Linked DNA regions of Sus scrofa: region 2 is linked to region 1. The links are chromatin contacts, called in public Hi-C maps. All regions are on one chromosome and are shown on one strand. The core of a region is the stretch at or near the end of the contact, and the rest is flanking DNA. Distances in the headings are between cores, read along the strand shown. Region 1 holds the start of CFAP77 (cilia- and flagella-associated protein 77). Region 2 holds the start of BARHL1 (barH-like 1 homeobox protein).

The links. A called contact is a pair of places that touch in the nucleus more often than the background predicts.
Region 2: a Hi-C map of epiblast stem cells shows a contact between it and region 1, with 2.7 times the contacts expected there. The contact joins the promoter of BARHL1 here to the promoter of CFAP77 in region 1. A contact is called at or near these places in 6 of 47 Hi-C or Micro-C datasets (brain, embryonic fibroblasts, epiblast stem cells and 2 more).

The regions. Positions count from the first base shown.
Region 1 is chr1:272,214,869-272,218,058 of Sscrofa11.1, forward strand. CFAP77 (cilia- and flagella-associated protein 77) reads left to right here and starts at 1,713. Exons shown (of 7, transcript XM_021085476.1): 1 at 1,713-1,725; 2 at 2,045-2,394. The coding sequence starts at 1,713.
Region 2 is chr1:272,371,747-272,374,872 of Sscrofa11.1, forward strand. BARHL1 (barH-like 1 homeobox protein) reads left to right here and starts at 1,379. Exons shown (of 3, transcript XM_001929435.5): 1 at 1,379-2,320. The coding sequence starts at 1,855.

The sequences.
Region 1 (3,190 bases), core at 463-2,962:
GTCCTAAAAAGACAAAAACAAAATTATAAATGGCACCAGTTGCACAGATGTTTAAAAAAAATTAATTGAAGTATAGTGGTTTATAACGTATTAGTTTTAGATGTACAGCAAAGTGATTCAGTCTATCTATCTTTTCAGATTCCTTTCCCTTATAGATTATTACAAAATATTGAGTGTAGTTCCCTGTGCTGTACAGTGTGTCCCTGTTGGTTATCTATTTGATACACAGTAGTGGGTATTTGTTAATCCCAAACTCCTAATCTATCCCTCCTTACTCCCCTTCCCCCCTTGGCAACCATAAGTTTGTTTTCTATGTCCGTGGGCCTCTTTCTGTTTTGTATATATGTTCATTGATATGTTTAAAAATTTATCTATTTATTTTGGCTGCACCCACAGCATGTGGAAGTCCCCAGGCCAGGAACCAAACTTGCAACAAGCTGCTGCAGTGACAGTGCTGGATGCTTAACCCGCTGCACCACCAGTGAACTCCTTTTTTTTTTTTTTTTTTTTTTTGATTCCACATATAAGCGATATCACATGATATTTGCCTTTCTCTTCTGGCTTACTTCACTTAGTGTGAGACTCTCTAGGTCCATCCATGTTGCTGCAAATGGCTTTATTTCATTGATATTTGCACATTTAATGAAGATGGTGATTGGGTAAATGACCCCACAAAAGGTTGGAACTAGGAGGTAGACTAGAGATCATCCAGGCTAGTTGTTCCCAAAACACTGCATTCCATCCCCTGGGAAGCTCTTAAAAAGTGCAGATTCCCAACTTTGCATACGGACTGCATTTCAGGAGCTATTTTATTGTCTCATAATAAAATCCATAGACATGATAATAGTACTGTGGTCTGTACAAGTTCCTTGTTCTTGGCAGATACACATATTTAGGGTCAAATATGATACTGTCTGCAGTTATTTTCAAAATGATTCAGCAATATATACATGTGCATCCATGTACACACACACACACACATACACACACACAGAATGTGGTAGACACTAAATACCAGTGAATCTAGCTGAAGTCTATATGGGCTTTCATTATACTCTTCTTCCAAAGTTGCTGTAGCTTTGAATATTAAAAAAAAAAAAAAAAAAGGAGTTCCCATCGTGGCTCAGCAGAAATGAATCCAACTAGGAACCATGAGGTTGCAGTCTCATCCCTGGCCTCATTCAGTGGGTTAAGGATCCGGCGTTGCTGTGAGCTGCGGTGTAGGTCGCAGACGCAGCTCAGATCTGGTGTTGCTGTGCCTCTGGCATAGGCCTGCAGCTTAGCTCCAATTAGACCCCTAGCCTGGGAACCTCCATATGCTGCAGGTGTGGCCCTCAAAAGATGAAAGACAAAAAAAAAAAAAAAAAAAAAAAATCCGAAGAGGAGGGAGGAGATTTTTAAAAATGCAGATTCCCAGAAACCTTTCCAGATATTCTGATTCAGTGAATCTGTATTTTTTCAACGTCCCTCTATTCTGCGGCTCAGAGTGGGATGCCTTAGATTTCGTCCAACTCGACTTTCCTCCCTACCCGTTTCACAGAAGAATACACTGAGGACAGAGGTGACTAATTTGAGACACCCAGTGCATTAACAGTCATATTAGACCTGGAATTCGGATCTCTATTCGTCTGGAAATATGTAGCGCTCTTTGCCGCAGCGCGCGCGTGTGGCGCAGGGAGAAGCGGGAAGGGCAGTGAGTGGTGTCGGGGTAAATGAAAGTCAAGGGTAAAGTCCTTCTAGAGCCCTGTAGCTTTTAACACGGTCCAGTGGTGATGCTTGGGTTTTTCTCAGAGCTGTTTACGAAAACAAGACCTCTATGTAGGCCACCAATAAGTTTCCTAAAAGTAAAACCACCAAAAGCGTTCCAGCGCCGTTGGCGTCCCGTCGCCATCGAGACGGACCGTTCCATTCTTTCTCAAGGGGTGGTTTTGATTTTCGCTTCTTTTCCAAACCGCAGCTCGGTGCCCAGAAGACGCTCTCAGGAACCAGAGGGGCTTATGTAGATTTTAGAGCTCCTTGCAAAGAGGGGGCGGCGCGATGTGAGTGCGCCTCGCTCCGAAGGGGGCCCAGCGCCCGGTGTCCACCCCGGGGCCGGGTGGTGCGTCCCAGGACCTGCGGAGTGCCCTTCGGAACTCCACGCCCGCCACCCAGCTGGAAAGCGCGCCCGATCCAGCCCGCGGGCCGACTCTCCGCGACCCCCAGGATGCCAGAGGCCGGAGCTCCAGCCAGGACCTCATGAGATGGAAGAAGAAGCCGCCGGTGCGCCGCACAGTCAGCCAGATCTGCCCGCCCCCGCGGCGGCCCCTAACGGTGGCCGACATCCGCCCGGGCATGGAGAACGATAGGCTGGGGGTCGTGAGGGATTCCATGTTTCAGAACCCTCTCATCGTCAAGGTGAGCTGTCCCCACGCCCAACACCCTCTTGCGCTCGCCCCCTTACTGGGTACCCACGCGGCCGGGGGTTTCCATCCGTCCTGGCCGGGCCCCACCGCTGCTGTCCGAGCGCGGCTTCGGAAAATCCAGCTCTGGTCCAGATGGACTTGGACCCATGCGGTCATGGGCAGGCCAGATCACCTCAGTAAGCCTCAGTTTCCTCATCCGTGAAGTGGGATGATAATGGCCCTCATAAAAGAGAGTGATCGTGAATATTGCATAGGGTAATCCCTGCCGGACCCCTGGCACATCGGAAGCCCTCCACGTTGGCTGCTGCTATTTGCATATGTATTTGCCCAGGGTCAACCCACGTGGTGACAGGTAGCAGCATCCAATTATGTCCTTATCACCCGCCAGCCCTCTCAGGGTGCAGGCTTCCTCTCCTCTTCTTCCTGCACGCCTGGGCTGCTCTCTGGCGGCAAGCGTTCGATATCTCTCTTGGAAGCGTCCCTTCACACCTTAATTTCCACCCAATCATACTGTTATCCAGAATTACGACCCTCAGAGGGAAAAAGTGCGAATCTCTGCCCTAGGGCGCCTACTGGCACGTTCGAGTGAGGGAGCTGCGGTTTCCAACTATTCACCTCCTCTTTGATTTCACAAGCCCTCACCCGAGCAACGTTTCGGGGTTGTTGCGTCGCATCGACACGCCTTCCCCAGGCCCCAGGAAAAGTCTTGAGGTTTGGCGCTTGGAAAGCTGGTCACGGAGCAATTTTACCTTTAGCCACTGGAGGGCAGTGTGTCTCTAAAAATACGC
Region 2 (3,126 bases), core at 129-2,628, 160 kb after region 1:
CGGGGAGGATCCAGGCCCCAGACGCGCCTCAGATCTGCCCGCAGCCCAGGGCCCCCGGCGGACACCGGAGGCGGAATCCTGAAAGGCGCGGGACTCCAGCACTGTGGCGGAGTTGGGGAGGGGCTGGGGGAGTGAGGCATTCACATTGAAAAGACTGTGTTACCACCGCTGCTTTGAAAGCAAATCTGCGGGCGAGCTTCGGCTCCGCGCAAAACGAGAAGCCGTTCGCGGACGTCTACACTCGCGCTCGGAAGCGCTCTCGTGTTCCTGTTCAGAGGCAGGGAAACACGCGACCCCGGACACGCTCTGCAGGAGAGGCTCTCGGCTGGGCTGGGTCCGTTGCGTTGCCTTCCCTCGGCCACACGGATTTCTCGGCGTCCCCCTAGCATCTCTCCACATTCTCCACCCTCGCCCCACGAGGAAGCCACCATTCCGGCTCCTTCTAGGAGCAAACGCCAGGCTTTCCCCACCCCTTCAGGCCCGCAGGGTCCAAAGAGGTCAGGGAGAGGGCTGCAAATTTTCCTACGCGGAAAAAAAACATTTAGAACCCAACGGAAACAATGTAACCAATAAACACCTCTTCTCCACAGTACAGTTCTTTTTCTGCTGGGTTGCATCCCTTCCTCTTGCTGGAGGAAGAAAAACAGCGGGGTTGGGGGGGGGCGGAGGTAAGGAGGGAGCAGAAAAGGGAGTCTGTGACACCCCGGCGGATGAATAATTTGAATAACTGTGGGAAAGTGTAGGAGAAAACTTCAAAAACCGCACAGCCCAACCCAACGGCAGTGGCAGTCGGGCTCCGGACCCTCCCCACCAGCCTGTACCCCCCTCGGCTAATCACCTCGTTAGGAGCCTCATCACCGGCCTAATGAAAGCAAACCGTGTGGAAATCGCCGGTAAACAGTTGGGTCTGTGCTGTAATTAATTCAGTGTCTCTTTTAATCAAACTGAAAGGAATCGGGCAGCGGCTTGCGGAGCCGTGACATCACCCCCAAAATCGGCCGGAGCCAATCAGCGTCATCACTCCGGGGACACGTGGGCGAGTCCCCTTTAAAACACACACACACACACACACACACACACACACACAACATAACGAAAAAAAAAAAGAAACAAAAAAAAAATACCCCAGCCCCAAAGTAAAAGTGACACAAGTTCATTTTTTAAAGGAAGGGGGGAGGCGAAGGCGCGCGCGGAGGAAGGGCTGAGAGCGGCAACCTTGGAGCCCGGAGGCGCTGTCCACGGTGCTGACGGGCCCCCGGAGCGGTGAGAGCGCGGAGAGAGGACCTTCGCGGCCAGGTGGAGCGTCATGCGCCGGGGGCCGCCGCCGCCGCCGCTCTCCGCGGTGCTGACGCCGCCAGGTGCGCTCCGTTCCGCCGGCTGGTAGCGCCGCTCGGGCCCGCTGCTCTCCGCGGTGCTGACCCTGCCGCCCTCGGCCACCGCTCGCCTGGAGGAAGCGCGCGGTTTGGACTTTTTAAAAGCCCTTCTTTATTTAGATTCCAACATCCTCGCCTCTCTTCTGTGCCAAAGGGGAGCTCAGGCCGTCCGTCTCCCCCTTTGCTCTCCCCAACTTGGCGCACCCTCCCTCCCATTTCTCCCTGACACTCCCACCACCCCCCCTCGGCTCGGCGGCTCGGCGCGATGCTGCAGAAGACGCGCTGAGCCCTTTTGGATCTAATGCGCAGAGGAGGTTGGCCCAGAGCTCCCAGGCTCCCCCAAGGCTGAACTCCGTCCAAGGTGCCCGCAGGCTCCCTGCCCGCCTTCCCCATGCCAGCCCGCAGCTAGGGGCAGGGGCAGCGGCGGCTGGGGTTGGGGGTGGGTGGGGAGCTTTTGGGGAGGACAGGTCGCAGCTTGGCTATGGAAGGCTCCAATGGCTTTGGGATCGACTCCATTCTCTCCCACCGAGCGGGCAGCCCCGCCCTTCCCAAGGGGGACCCCTTGCTCGGGGACTGCCGCTCGCCCTTGGAGCTGAGTCCGCGCTCGGAGAGCAGCAGCGATTGCTCTTCACCAGCCTCGCCAGGAAGGGACTGTCTGGAGACGGTGGCCCCACGGCCTGGCGGGGCATCGGGCCCAGGTTTGGACTCCCACCTGCAGCCTGGGCAGCTCTCGGCCCCAGCCCAGTCTCGCACCGTGACCTCCTCCTTTCTGATCAGGGACATCCTTGCTGACTGCAAACCACTCGCGGCCTGTGCACCCTACTCTAGCAGCGGGCAGCCGGCCGCTCCTGAGCCTGGGGGCCGTCTTACGGCCAAGGCCGGGGAGGACTTTAGAGACAAGCTGGACAAAAGTGGCAGCAACGCCTCATCGGACTCCGAGTATAAAGGTAAGAAAACAGGAGGTGAAAACTTGGGGGGATGCTGTATGTCTGAACGCTGATGTTAAAACTGAAGTGCGCACACACACACACACGCACACACACACACGGGGACAGACACATGTTCACCCGGAGCTCCCTCCAGGGCCCAGGCTGAGCAGTCGGTCTCGTCTGAGCCTTTCAGCAGGCCCGTGGTTATTCTTTTGAGCAACAAAGACTCCAGCGGAGAGTGAGGAGAGGGACATCGTGTGTTCCAGGAGAGGCTCCCCAAAATGCACGAAGCCAACTTTCCAAACTTCGATTGAGACCATCCAACCTGCCGGTGGGCAGGAGCACATTCCTATCAGGCCAGCGGCTCTCTGGGAAAAGACCTTGCAGAAACAACAGAAGACCCAAAGAGTTTTGCTTGAATGCTCTTTTATGAGAGTGAAAACCTAGTAGGGATTTCCAGCTGAAGCCCTGAGAATGGTCAGAATTTTCCATCCTTTCATTTGAATTTCCAGATGGGTAGGGGAATTGAGCTTTCCCTCCCGCTGGGCCCGGTGTGATCCGGGCCCAGGGAATCATGCAGAAGAAACACTCACTTCAAAGCAGAAACAGCAGCCAGGCGGCTGGCCGGCTGGGAGCAGATTGAGGTCTAGTTCAGAAGCGAGGCCTCTGCACCCATCCAACTGCTCGCACGGGACTTGATTCTAAGTGCCCTGTGCAATCATCTTCAGGTTGTGGGGGGGGGCACCCGGAGAGTCTCCAGTGCCCAGCCCACACCGGGGTTGCTGCCCCTTGGCGGTCCTTTGGTCCTTCTCACCTCCGAGAGT